Linked DNA regions of Sus scrofa: region 1 is linked to region 2. Evidence: chromatin contacts called from public Hi-C data. All regions are on one chromosome and are shown on one strand. The core of a region is the stretch at or near the end of the contact, and the rest is flanking DNA. Distances in the headings are between cores, read along the strand shown.

Region 1 (6,664 bases), core at 790-3,289, 150 kb before region 2:
ACTAGAATAAAAAAGTCTCTTCTAGGAAATGACTAACCAAGAAAAACTTAAAGGGGTTCCTCAAAGAATTGGACTAGTCTATGGCAAAAACAGTTAACAAACTTCAGGAGTTTTCCATTGTTTCCCCTGCTCAGCAGTAACAAACCTGACTAGTATCCATGAGGATGCAGCTTTGATCCCTGGCCTTGCTGAGTGGGTTAAGGATCTGGTGTGCAGAGAGCTGTGGTATAGGCTGCAGATGTGTCTCCGATCTGCTGTGGTGCAGGCCAGCACCTACAGCTCCAATTCGACCCCTAGCCTGGGAACTTACATATGCTGCAGGTGTGGACATTAAAAAACAAATAAAAAAAGTCACTCTGCAGAGAAAACCTTTTACTACTCGCTCTTAAATTTGAGCAGACAGCCAAAAATCATCGGATGGTTAAGGAAAGCATCTAATTTTAAAGACCAAAAATAAAACACAAATAAAAGTAACCTGGGTGAAAAGATTATGAAGAAAGAAAGAAAATGAGGGGAGAAAACCTACTATTAACTCTTCAGAGAGATTAGTGAAGATAATGGAATTGCTACACAGCACTGATGGACCACTTGATGTTGGAGATAATGAATTTAAAGTGACAGCAATCACAAAATCATGTTTTTCCCCACTCACATTCAGATGTCCAGGTAGAAACAAAAAATCTCTATCCAGGGAATAAACTGAATTTAAATGAGGTTTGGGTTTTGCCACGGGATAGAAAAAGGACAGACAAAAAACTCTTAGTGCAATATTCTCAAGTTCCATAAGTGACCCACAACCTTTCCAAAATACACTGTGTTTTCTTACAAATTATGAACACAAAATACTCTTTGTAAAGTTAAGCCAACTAGAAAAAAAGCAATACCATACCTTGTTGGCAGCAACCAAAACTTTATCAAGAAACCTCAACCATTCAAAAATAAAAACTGGTCTCTTTGCTTCAGTGATTTGAGCCAAAGCTTCTTCATTCAGCAATAAACTGTGGGCTAACTCCATTACTGAAGCTTTAAATTCACACCTTAAATAAACAAATTTTGAAATACCAGTAAGGACCTGTTAATGTTAAATATCAAGCTTAATTAATGTAGTCACACAGAAATCTCATTTCATTTGGGGGAAATTTAACATCTCTGAGGTAAAACCTGAGACCCTGCATTTTAATTTTAAAGGACAAGGGTACAAACAAAAACAAATGAAAGACATGCCTGGTGAGGAAGAATGAATAATGGGGTCAAAAAAATTAAATACTGCAAATAAGACATTATTCTAGAAAAAAAAAATACCTAGCAACACGTCATTAATTCATTCCATAAATGGGAAAACTGAAGCACGAGATTAAACACCAGCTGGGCCTGATAACTCATCTTCCTTTTTCTCTTTCACCGCTGGGTGCACAGCACCCTTCCCCTTCCCCTGCTGCACCTGCCCCAGGAGGACATCAAAACGCCCCAGGAGAAAGATTCCGCACTGAAAGCCTCAGAGTCTTCCTACGAGGATGAGGGGGCGGCGGCTAGGTCCCTGCGGCAGCCGAAGCTTCAGCAACAACCCCTGGAGTGGGCGGTCCAAGAACGCAGCTGGCCGAGGCCGCGCAGCTGCAGGGCTGGGTTAACCTGGCTACTTGCAGGACTCTGGAGTGACTCCGGGCCTGTGGGAAATGCAAGAAGCCGCCGCAGGCCTCGGCCAGTTCACCGGGCTGTCAGCCCCAGGAGGCGGCGGCGGCTCGGAAACGAGCCCGCCGCCTGAAAAGGGAAAATGTTCACTACGAACTCGAATTCGGCCCCCAGCCCTCTGACAATGTAGTGGGGTCCTTTGGGAGGGGTGTGCATGTCAACGTGCACGCTTTAGCGGCGGAATGGGGAAACCTCACCTCCTAGTCTAGCAGGGGCAGGTCAGCTGAGGTCCAGAGCCAGAAGCCGCTTCCAAAGGACCCGGATGCCCCGCCTCCCGCTCCCAGACCAGCCGGAAGCGGGGAAAGAGCGCTTGCGCGGAAAGCTGATCCTGCGCAAGCGCACTTAACCACGTCCGCCTAGCCCCGCCCCGATTGCCGCAGCTTTCCAATTGATTCTGTCTGCTGAAACTCGGAGGCGAGCAGAGGCCCAGTGGTCTTGCGCGGATTGGTAAGCGTCTTCGCGGCTCGCGTTCTTGCCAGCTGACCTCAGGTGAGGAGCTGCCAGGTAAGGAAGCGAAGGAGTTATGGGAGCCTGATAGAATGGTGAAGGGCGGTGATCAGTGCACAGTCTATGACTATCCATCACGCCATCGCCAGTGTTACCACCCGTGAGTGGTCCCGTCTGTGGGACGCTTGCAGCTGGGAGGGGCGCGAGAGAGGGGGTGTCAGCGGTCCCTGAGGGGAGTGTTTGGGACTCAGGCGTTTCTTGTCACCTTTCTAGGGTTCATTCAACTACGTAGTCCATCTCTCCACTAGGATGTGTAATGGGATTCTCCCGCCCGCTCTATGCCAAAAGACAAAACAAAACACAAAACAAAACCTGACACTACAATCTAACTGCTCTCAAACACTCGTAACTCCATTCAGCCCAAAAGCCTTTTGGAGTAATTTTTGACGTCGATCTTTCACACGCCACCTCCAGTCCGCCAGCACATTGTTTTAGCTCTGTCTTCAGAATATAGCCAGAATCCGATCACTTCCCAACACTTCCACGGCCTCCACTGTGGTCCAAGCCACCATCATTCTGCCTGGATTATCGCCTTACGAAGTTTATGCTTGTGCTTGAAAGGAATAGATGATGCTAAAGTATACTGTACTCATAAGAATGAGGCTTTTAAAAGACCTGTAACCCCCAATCTGATCTGCCTAGCACTTTAGACCCAAATGGGTCCCTTAAAAATAATCGAATCCTATTTCCAGTAGAATGAGTTCTGAGATTTTTTTGTAGTATGAAGCAAGGCATTTAGCCATACTGAATCTTAATTTCTTCAACTAGAAAGTGGGACTCTCTATTCCTACCTTACAGAGTTGTTAATGATAATTTAATGGGATAAAAATGTGTGATATACTAGGTAGGTGCTAAACCATTATGTGTAAAAAAGCTACTATTGCCAATGAAACATCTGAGGTTTAGAGACACTGGGTGAATTACCACAATTGTTGTATATAATCTTACATACTTTTAACTTACTGTACTATAATAAAAAGAAAAATAAGCAAAACTAAACTATAATGTTTAAGGATGTGTGTGTGAATAATGAAAGCATAAAGAAAAGGAGGGAAGTGGCTGGAGGAGATAGGATAAGGTCAGAGACAAAGGGCTTCTGGGTGACTGACAAGGTTCTATCTCTTAATGTGGGTAATTTCTGTTATCTTTTGAAGTATAACAAATTATTCTAAAATTTCTCATCTAGAAATAAGTATAATCATTTATCATCTCACACTTTCTGTGGGTCAGGAGATTGTTAGTGGTTTAACTCAGCTTGGAGTTTAAGAAGTTGTAGCGAAGATGCCAGCCCACACCGAGTCATCTGAAGGCTTGGCTGGGGCTGGAGGATCCATTTCCAAGGTGGCTCACTCATGTTGTTCCCAAGTTTGTGCTGGTTGTCAGCAGGAGGCCTCAGTTCCTCCTGTGTGGACCTTTCCATAGAGCTGCTTAAATATCCTTGCTACTCAAAGGCTGACTTCCTCCAGGGTGAGTTAACTAACTTAAGAGTTAGAGTGATCTAAGACCTATAGTGCCTTTTATGACTAAGAAGTCACACTCCACCATTTCCACAATATCCTCTTGGTTACACAGGCTAACCTGTTCACTGTGGAAGAGGACTACATGAGGATGTTGGAAACCAAGAGGCAAGAATCATTGGAGGCCACTGGGGAGGCTACTACATGGTTACAAGAGTGTTTGCCTCATAAAAATGTACTAAACTATATATTTATTTTATGCAGTTCTCTGATATGGTAACAAAAATATTTTTAGAAAAATAAGATATAATGACACAGGAAAAAAGTATTCTGTTATTACAAAATCGTAAATATAATTAAAGACTTCTATTGTCCTTGTCATAGCTAAGCACTGAGAATTTAGGATGTGTGGGACACAGTGGTAGGCAGTGGGTATACAGGGGAGTGGCCCTTGTGGTTTATGTTGGGAAGATAGACATTAAAAAATATTAAAAACAGGAGTTCCCGTTGTGGCTCAGTGGTTAACAAATCCGACTAGGAACCGTGAGGTTGCAGGTTCGATCCCTGGCCTTGCTCAGTGGGTTAAGGATCTGGCGTTGCCATGAGCTGTGGTGTAGATTGCAGATGCGGCTTGGATCCCAAGTTGCTGTGGCTCTGGTGTAGGCTGGTAGCTATAGCTCCAATTAGACCCCTAGCCTGGGAACCTTCATATGCCACGGAAACAGCCCTAGAAAAGGAAAAAAGACAAATATATATATATATATATAGTGCTGGTTATATATATATATAAAATGATTACAGTGATATTTCTTCATCCAGTGTAATTATCCAGACTCTTGTTTGCAGTTGTCAGAAACCCTACTCAAACAAGCTTAAGTGATGAGGAAATCCATTAGCCTGTGTAACTAGGAAGAATTCTAGGTCACAGCATTCAGAAAGAGCTTCAGGAATCAGGGCTTTGGGAACTAGGGTTGGAGACTCATTGCTTTTGGGCCTTTGACCAACTTTCTCTATCCGGCTTTGTTCTGCAGAACAGGCTCCTTTTGAATGGCCAAGAAGATGGCCATCCACAGCTCAGTTTCACGTACTTGAAGTTCAGAAACTCAAAGAAGAGAGCCTCTTTTCCCTGCAATCCATGTATTCATGTCACTAAGGAAAGAGTTGCTTTCGGCCCTGTTTAGGTCCTCCTCTCCCATCTTGCTGAGACCCAGGATGCAGTAATTGGCCATCTTATGCCTAAGATTGCCACCCTCCACTAGATCCACAAGGAGGGCAGAGGGCTAGGTTTCCAAAGGAAAGGGTGGTGAGCAGGCAAAAACAGCATATGTGGGCTACAACAAGTGACTCCCCTTTTGTATCCATCAACTGGACCAGTAGGCTCACCTGGGAACCTGTTAGAAATGCAGACTCTCAGGCTCCAGCTCAAAATCAGACTCTTCAGTTTAAGAAGATCCTGGGACAATGCATATACACAAGAAAGTTTGAAGTGTGCTTTTCTGGATAATTATTTTATCTCTTTAAGGATTAATAATTACATGATATTAACTATTTTGAATGGAAACTCCCCCCAGATTTTCCATATAAGTAAAGAGTTAACCATATAAAGTCCTGAATGAACAGCTTGAACATAAAGTGCTTTAGAAAGTGCTTTCTAAAGCATAAAGTGCTTTAGAAAGAGGCTTGGAGTGGTCAGAACATGTTTTTCTGAGGGAGAGTAGCCTAGGCCTAGGCGGAAGGAATGGTCTGTGTTGTGTGCAGAGAGCAATGAGACCATGAGGCATGAGTAATGAATCCTAAAGGAGAGTCAGGTCAGAACATGAAGGATCTCTCTTGCTACCATGTTAAAGCGAGGGTTCCTCCATTGTCCACAGGGTAAAGTTTATTGAAGGATTTGAAACAGTCAAGTTACATGGCCTGATTTCTGTTTTATTTTAATTTTATTTTTTGTCTTTATACGGCCGTATTTGCAGCATATGGAAGTTCCCAGGCTAAGGGTGGAATTGGAGCTGCAGCTGCTGGCCTACAACACCACAATAGCAACACCAGATGCAAGCCACATCTGCAACCTATACCACAGCTAACGGCACACCAGGTCCTTAACCCACTGAGTGAGGCCAGGGTTCAAACCTGGGTCCTCATGGATACTAGTTAGGTTTGTTACCGCTGAGCCACGACGGGAACTCACTGACTTCTGTTTTAAAAAGCCACTCTGGAGAAGTTGTAGAGGATTTGGAAGAAGAGAGGCCAAAGGCAATGAGACCAATTAGAAAGTCATTATGGGGAGCTGCCATTTTGGCATAGCAGAAATGAATCCGACTAGTATCCATGAGGATGCAGGTTCAATCCCTGGCCTTGCTCAGTGGGTCGGGGATCCCAAGTTGCTGTGGCTGTGGCATAGGCTGGCAGCCGCAGCTCCAATTCAACCCCTAGCCTTAGAACCACCATATGCTGCAGGTGCAGCCCTAAAAAGCAAAAAAAAAAAAAAAAAAAAAAAGTCATAATAGTTCAGGTGAGAAAGAAATGCCAGAACTAAAACACTGGTCACAATTACAGGGAAAAAAATGCCTATGAAGGATAATACGGAGGAGGAGCTGACAGATGTTTATAAGAGGTCAGGAAGGGGGAGACCTTAATTTGGAAATCTGGGATAAAGGAGGGCTGGGGGGGAAGGGAATGAGTTGTTTGGACTGTTGAATTTTATAGCACTATCCAGAAAGATGTCAAAAGGGCAGTAGAATATGGAATGGAACTCTAAAGAAAGGTCATGGCTGGGGATGCATACAGGCTTATTTCCATTTTGGTAAGCTAAAATTTAGCAATTATTACTCTATCCTATTTGATTTCTAGATACTTTTGCCATATGAGGTTGAATATGGCAGAAGAAGAGGACTATATGTCTGATGCCTTCATTAATGTCCAGTAAGTAAACATGCACACCTCATTAATGTAGATTTTTAAGCAATGATATTGATTCTAAAAATGGGTTGGAAAGTTAGTCTTAACTGCTTTAT
Region 2 (7,147 bases), core at 2,027-4,526:
GCTTTGGAGCTGATATTTGAGCGGAAGAGCAGCCTTTCTACTTCACTACACACAACTCCTTTCATATTGGGATGTTTACAAAGCAATGTCTCTAGCAGATGGGAGGCTTTGGTGGCTATTCTGTTCAGAGGATCTCCCAGTTTATTTACCACCTGCACAAGAAGGGCCTTTTCTTCCTCAGGTTTGTTACAAAGAAGCTCATGAGCCACTACAAGGGCTCGGGTCTTGGTGGTTACTAATGAATCATGACTTAAAGTTTCTAAGACCTGCACGAATTCACCCACTAAATGTTTCAGTTGATGTTCAAAATACCATAATATGAGTCTTCTATCTCTTGAGTCCTTGTTGCCACTGGACAGCTGCTCTAGTTTGTTGAAAGGATGCTGGCTGAAAATCCGTAGCTTTCGACTGTCTGGCAAAAGATCTGTAATGAGTAACTCTTTGAAAGTATCCAAAGCCATGAGGCAATGCTGTTTGCTGCCCTTCTTCTTAACAAGGTTCACGAGAGTTTCTACAAACTGGAGTGTGTGAATCGCATCATCCTGGATAAGAAGAATCATGGCTGCCATCCTGTCACCTAGAGTCCCTGATGAAACAATTGCCTTCATCCAGGCAGAAGAGGCTCCCTTTTGCTTATTCGTCTTATTTTTGAATAAGTTGGTTTCATGCTCATACAACTTCTGAGCCAAGGTTTTGTACTTAGCCACAATATCCCGAGGCTGGGGTTCCAAAGAATACTCATTGCTGTACTCCAGATCATACCATTTGCCTCCAGACTTAAGTAACAATGTCTGTCTTTCAACAAATTCAAAGATGTCCTGTTGTTTATCTCTCTTTGCTTTTGGTATGGTACTGTTGTTCTCATCAGAATGTTGTTCTGGCCTCTTTTTACTTTCATTTTTTGCTGCATTTTGCTTTTTATTATCTACTTTAGATACTCTTGCTTCTTTGCTGCTGCCATCTTCTTTTCCAGATGATTGATCTTCTTCAATTAAAAAAGCCTTTGCATACTTGGCCAAACTGAGATTTTGAATAAATGCTTCTAGTTCACCTTGCTGAAGATCATCAATTGCTCCTTTTTTGCCTCCATCCACCACTTCTTCATTTTCATCCAAAGTAGCCAGCATAAGATAATCTTGCTGCATAAAAACATAAGAAAGTTAAAAATAAATTACAAATCCAACAGTTTAGTTAAAACTTAAAAAGTTAATATCCTTGAAATCAATTATCCATGAAATTGAGTTTTCATGGTACTGCCTGGGCTCCTACCCACACCCTAAGTACTTGATGGATCAAAGATTTAAATGTGAAAAGTAAAACCATAAACTAACACAAGAAAGGACAACATGATTTAAAAAACGATCCCAGTCTTTCCAAATTTACAGAAAAGCTCAGGGCCCATGAAGAATGGATAAATCAATCATTCTCTCATACACAAAAATCAAAAGACAAATAATAAACTGGCAAAAACAAATGGCAACTCACATCAAAATAATTTGGCTTATTATTTAATATAAAAGTTCCTATATATTAGGGAAGGAAGTGACAACACAACAGAAAAATGTGCAAGGGATACAAACAAACAGTTCATGGGGGAGGGGACACAAGATGCATATCCTTTGACACGGCAGTTTCATTTCTACAAATTTCTGTTACACACACACTTATAAATGTGGGTGAAAAATATATATATACACAAGGTTATTTACTGAACATTATTTAAAATAGCAAAAGATCTACAACTTAAATATCCACAATATATGGCTGGCTAGATATACTAAGACAACGACCCATGTAACTTTATGTAGTGATATACTAAGACAACGACCCATGTAACTTTATGTAGTGATATTGGGGGGAGGGTGGATCTCTAAAATAGTAAGAAGAAAAGATTTAAAATATTACAGGTACTGTACGGTACCATTTGTACAAAAAAAATATAACACAAGTGTAGGGGTGTATGTGTGTATTTGCTTGGAAAATATAAAAGACACAAAAGTGACTGCTTCCCAGAAGGGAAATTACATGATTGGAGATAAAAATGGGAAGATGATTTCATCATGTACCTTACCATGTTTCATTTTTTTCATGTTTCTCTTCAAAAAAAAATGATTTTTTTAACATGTGCATATACTACCTACTCAAAAATTAAATATGACCCAAGTACAGAGCAAACTGTGGGATCTGCTCCTATAAAGTGCATTTCTCCTGCCTCTCTTTATTTGTTCATCCTATCCCGCCCACCCACAAAGTCTGGTCTCAAAATCAAAACACTTAATGAAAAGCTAAACTATGTCACGTATTTGCTCCAAATCATCTAAAGTTTTTCACCAAATTCACAGCATAAGCCCACCATCTTACCTCCCTGACATCATTTCTTACTGCTCTCCTCTCACCTCACTCTGCCTCAGGTACACTGACATTTTTATTTTTCCTGGAACAACACAATCAGAAAGGCTCACTCCTTTCCTTCAGTTTTCTGCTCAAAAACCTCAGTGGTGGGTTCCCTGATCACTTAGTTTAAACATAAACGCCCTCCCCCACTCATCCTCCTCCTTCCGTGTTTTATTTTTCTCCATAGCTCTACCCAGCGTCTGATATACTACGTATTCCGAAGTTTGGTTTCTTTCCCTTAATTAGGATGTGACTTCCAAGAGCGCAGAGAGCTTCGTGAGTGTACAGTGTACACGTGCGTGTGCTTGTGAGAAGTTAAATTCCAAGACCAGTGAGAAGTTAAAATTCCAAACACCGACGTTAGGACCAAAAAGTCAATCCTCTCCAACTTGATGGAGTGTCAATTATATACTACGTAAATAAAACGAGAGGCTCACCTACATCTTAAGAAACGACACCGCATGAAAACGTTCAGTTCTAAACCTCTTGTAAAGAGCAATGGGAAAGAATTAAAGGCGGGAAGCGCCCAGAACACATTCCCACGCTGGAATCTGGAATCAAGACGTCCTATTCCGCAGCTCCGGGGCTTCCGGGTCACTGGCCTAGCCACTCGCGGGACCACCCCACGCGCTTCTGTCTCCCTTCTCCGGGAGTCTGAGGCCATTACCTTGGTGCCTCCGAGCCGTAACACCTCCTCCAGAGAAAACCCATTCTCGGCTTCATCGTTATCATCTTCGTCGTCCTCGTCTGGATCTTCTACCTCCTCCTCCTCTGGGGGCCAGGGTCGTTTGGCGTGGAACTCCAAAAGTTTCTTGGAGGCCGCCATGGCAAACAAGGCACGCGCACTCGTCCCACAATTCCCTTCCGCTACGATCTATGACGTACTTCCTTCAGGGGGCGTGTCCTCCCCCGGAAATGGGAATAATCCCCACCCCCTGGCGGGGCGAAGCTGCCTGCGAAGTTCGACATGAGTGTCCTAGCGAGGGTTGCCGCCGGGCGCCTGGCAGCTGCTCGAGCGGGTAAGCGTTCTATTAGCCGCAGTCCCAGTTGCCGGGGAAATCGCCCCGGGCACCTTCCTGGGATGGGGTGGCGGCTCCGGGGCGCTCTGGGCTGCAGGCAGCTGGAGCCCAGCTTCACGAGATGGCTTTGTGGTCGTGGGCCAGGCGCGTGCCTGCGGCTCCCTATGAGCGTGCTGCCCGGGTCCACGTTCCTGGCTCCGGCCAAGGTGAAGGGTTAACGAAGCCGCATTGAAATCACTCAGGCTGCTGGGCCCATGTCAATACTAAGGTTTCTAATGAGTCCTGTTTAATGTGTTTTTTGCAGTCATTCCTTGTCTTTGGAGAGGGCAGTACTTCAGCTCCGGGAAAGAGCCGGCAGAAGACAACTCAGTGACTCCTATGCTTAGGCATCTTATATACAAAATCAAGTCCACTGGTCCCATCACTGTGGCCGAGTACATGAGGGAGGTCTTGACCAACCCCGCCAAGGTATGGGTTGAGGAGGCTAGGACCAGACCAGTCCTAGAAGAGCTGTGGGTTGTGAGCCAGAAGGGTGTGCGCAGAGAGGAACCCAGGGGTCCTCAGCCCGGCGGGTGCCTTCCTGGCAAAGAGCCATTCTTGGACAGAGTAATGCATGTCAGTTGGTCAGGGCTGGGTCAAGTCAGCGACAGTGGCTTTAAAGAGGAGAGGATAAATTCTAAAGATGCTCAGGAGACAGCATAATGATGATTGGATTTATAAGATGAGAGAGGGATGACTTTCCTGTCTGGGTTGATGGTAGATATTGGAGTCATTTCTCACAAAAAAAGGGAGCTTAGGAGGAGTGGGAGCAGCAGCCATTTTAGGAGGGAGAGGAAGGACAGAGCAAAGTCCCATGTATGAATTTGAAGTATATACGGGGCTCAGGTGGAAATGTCTAGTAGGCATCAGGAAATATGAATTTAGTGCCTGGAAAGCTGTGTTGGGATGGCATCAGCAGCCATTGGAAGCATATTGTGTGTTTTCTTCTTGAGAATGGAAGGTCCCTGGGCCTTTATGTTCTAGCATTAAGCACTGTCACAGCTTTTTTGTTTGTTTGTTTGTTTGTTTGTTTGGTCTTTTTTAGTGTCACACCTGTGGCATGTGGAGGTTCCCAGGCTAAGGGTCAAATCAGAGCTGTAGCCGCTGGCTACAAGAAGCAAACAGATCTGAGTCTGCTCTACCCACAGTCCAGTGACACTGAATCCTCAGCCCAATAAGTGAGGCCAGGGATTGAACCTGCATCCTCATGGATACTAGTCAGAGTCATTTCTCTTGAGCTATGACGGGAACTCCGGTCACAGCTTTCTGACCTTCATTTCCTTATCTGCGCTACAGAGTCACTTGGTCAAAGCCTGGGGTCCTTTATATTTCAGAATGGTTCACTTTTTGGTGGGTTGAAATAAGAGATCTGCAGAACTCTGGAGTTTCTTTGGCCTTTTGCTGTTGAATATAGTGGAGTGACCCAGGGTCCAGAGGTTTAGTAAAGGCAAGATTCCTTTAAATGCCTGTGCACAGTGCTACAATGTACCAGAAGTTCATATTTAGAGCAAACATCTCTGGGTTACAGAGGAGGCCCCTCATCATTTATTCATTTATTCATTTACTGTGGTGGCATGTGTGCCAGACACTGTCTCAGGCACTGGGAATACTTCAGTGAACAGTGGGGCATGGCACTTAGTTCTAGTGAGAAAATGAGCTGTAAACAAGGACAAGAATAATTAAAACAGGTTGATAGGATTGAAAGTAATTTGTGCAGTGGAAATAGGGGTTGTAGAAGTTTTCTTAGGTGGGTGGTTCGAGAAGGCCAGTACATTTCAGCTGAGGCATGAAGGATGGGGATGGGCCAGTTTGGCAAAAGACTGGAAGAAGTGAGTTCCCAGCAGAGGAGCCAGAAACAAAGTTTTTAAGCTGAATAATGCCTTGGTGCATTCTGAGAAGAGAAGGGCACCAATGTGGCTGGAGGGCCGTGCCTGGGGGTGGCTAAGGAGGGTTAATGGTGAGGAAAGTGGTATGAGTTTGGAGTGGATTGAGTTCATGCAGTGCTTTCATGAATTTTAGATTTTTGTGTTAGTGCAATGGGAAACCTTCAGAAGTTGTGTCATGTGTATTGCACTGGTGATGACATCATTGTGGAGAGAGTGAGTGACCAGTTGGCTCTGAGTCTAGAGCTCACGGGACAGATTTAGTATGTGTATGTAAATTTGGTCATTATCAGTCTAGAGATGATGTTAAAATCAAAGGAGGGAGGGAACACCTAAAGAAGATTTTTCAGAATTAAGCCTTGCGGTAACTCTAATTAATTAATTTATTGCTTTTTAGGGCCACACCTGTGGCATATGGAGGTTCCCAGGCTAGGGGTCAAATCAGAACTGTAGCCACTGACCTGCGCCAGAGCCACAGCAATGCCAGATCTGAGTCGCATCTGTGACCTACACCATGGTTCGTGGCAATGCTGGATCCTTAACCCACTGAGCGAGGCCAGGGACTGAACCCGCAACCTCGTGGTTCCTAGTTGGATTCATTTCTGCTGAGCCACGACAGAAACTCCAAGATATTTAGAGTAGGCTCTTAACCTAGGGGTCCTTGAATAGAAATTAGGGGGTTTGTGAACTTGGATGTGAAAAAAATTTTACAACTTTATTTTCATTAACTTCTAACTGAAGTTTAATATTTCTCTAATTATGAACATAGCCAGCAACCAGTAGCATCAGCAATACGTGTGATTTTGTCATCAGTAGAAAATCACCAATACTGTCATATTGCAACAGTGATCAGATGTCTTAAAATACTGTGGCACTTCTCTGTACTCCATAACTCATTGTTTTGAAACTAAAAGCTCAGGAGTTCCCATCTTGGCGCAGTGCTTAACAAATCCGCCTAGGAACCATGAGGATGCGGGTTCGATCTCTGGCCTTGCTCAGTGGGTTAAGGATCCAGCATTGCTGTGAGCTGTGGTGTAGATCGCAGACACGGCTCGGATCCCGCATTGCTTGGCTCTCGCGTAGGCTGGCAGCTACAGCTCCCATTAGACCCCTAGCCTCGGAACCTCCCATATGCCGCGGGAGTGGCCCAAGAAATGGCAAAAAGACAAAAAAAGAAAAAAGAAACTAAAAGCTCATTACTTATTATAACTTCAGCTCAATTTTGTTCTGTAATACACTTAATAAAGGTGTGTATATATTACTATATGTCAAATTTACTTTTAAAATAGTTGGTAAGTATTTTCAGTTGATTTCATTTTTAGTCTTGTTTTAAGTCCTGTGCATTTAAAAACATTCTGTGAAGGGTCGGTAGCCTTCATTAGACTGCTAGAGTGGTTCATCTCACACACCACACACACACACACACAAACACACCACACACATATCTGAAGTGCTTAGCAATTAAGGGAAAGAGAAAGGCTAGAAGAAAGAAGCTGTATGGAGTGAAAAACACTTTTTTAAAAGATGGAAGTGGCTTAATTATATTCTCAATGCTGCTGGGGGCCGGGGGCCGGGGGGAGTTGAAGCTGTGAGAGAAAGGAGATGGTAAAAAGATCCTGGCCCATGAAGGTTATGTGAGGAATGGTGATTGAGCCAGAGCACAGGGTTAAGTTTGGATAAGAGCAGAAGGTGTAGGCATTTCATCCTTACAGTTTTGGAAGAAAAAAATGGAAAGAGGTAGAGGCCCAGAGGGGGGTCCAGAAAACCCTGGAGGGAACGCCTGGTATAATAAATAACATTCTTTAACTTCTG

What was found. A called contact is a pair of places that touch in the nucleus more often than the background predicts.
Region 1: a Hi-C map of liver shows a contact between it and region 2, with 8 times the contacts expected there. The contact joins the promoter of GPATCH11 here to the promoter of CEBPZ in region 2. A contact is called at or near these places in 2 of 5 promoter capture datasets (fetal liver and liver), 2 of 47 Hi-C or Micro-C datasets (heart right ventricle and liver) and 1 of 2 datasets of contacts at active chromatin or transcription factors (alveolar macrophages).

What each region holds. Positions count from the first base shown.
Region 1 is chr3:103,107,371-103,114,034 of Sscrofa11.1, reverse strand. GPATCH11 (G patch domain-containing protein 11) reads left to right here and starts at 2,039. Exons shown (of 9, transcript XR_002342775.1): 1 at 2,039-2,193; 2 at 6,501-6,572. HEATR5B (HEAT repeat-containing protein 5B) reads right to left here and starts at 2,013. Exons shown (of 36, transcript XR_002342772.1): 1 at 1,887-2,013; 2 at 890-1,037.
Region 2 is chr3:102,960,342-102,967,488 of Sscrofa11.1, reverse strand. It overlaps CEBPZ (CCAAT/enhancer-binding protein zeta), which reads right to left and starts at 3,276. Exons shown (of 16, transcript XM_003125229.5): 1 at 3,062-3,276; 2 at 1-1,139. The coding sequence starts at 3,220. NDUFAF7 (protein arginine methyltransferase NDUFAF7, mitochondrial) reads left to right here and starts at 3,285. Exons shown (of 11, transcript XM_021087630.1): 1 at 3,285-3,413; 2 at 3,718-3,881. The coding sequence starts at 3,362.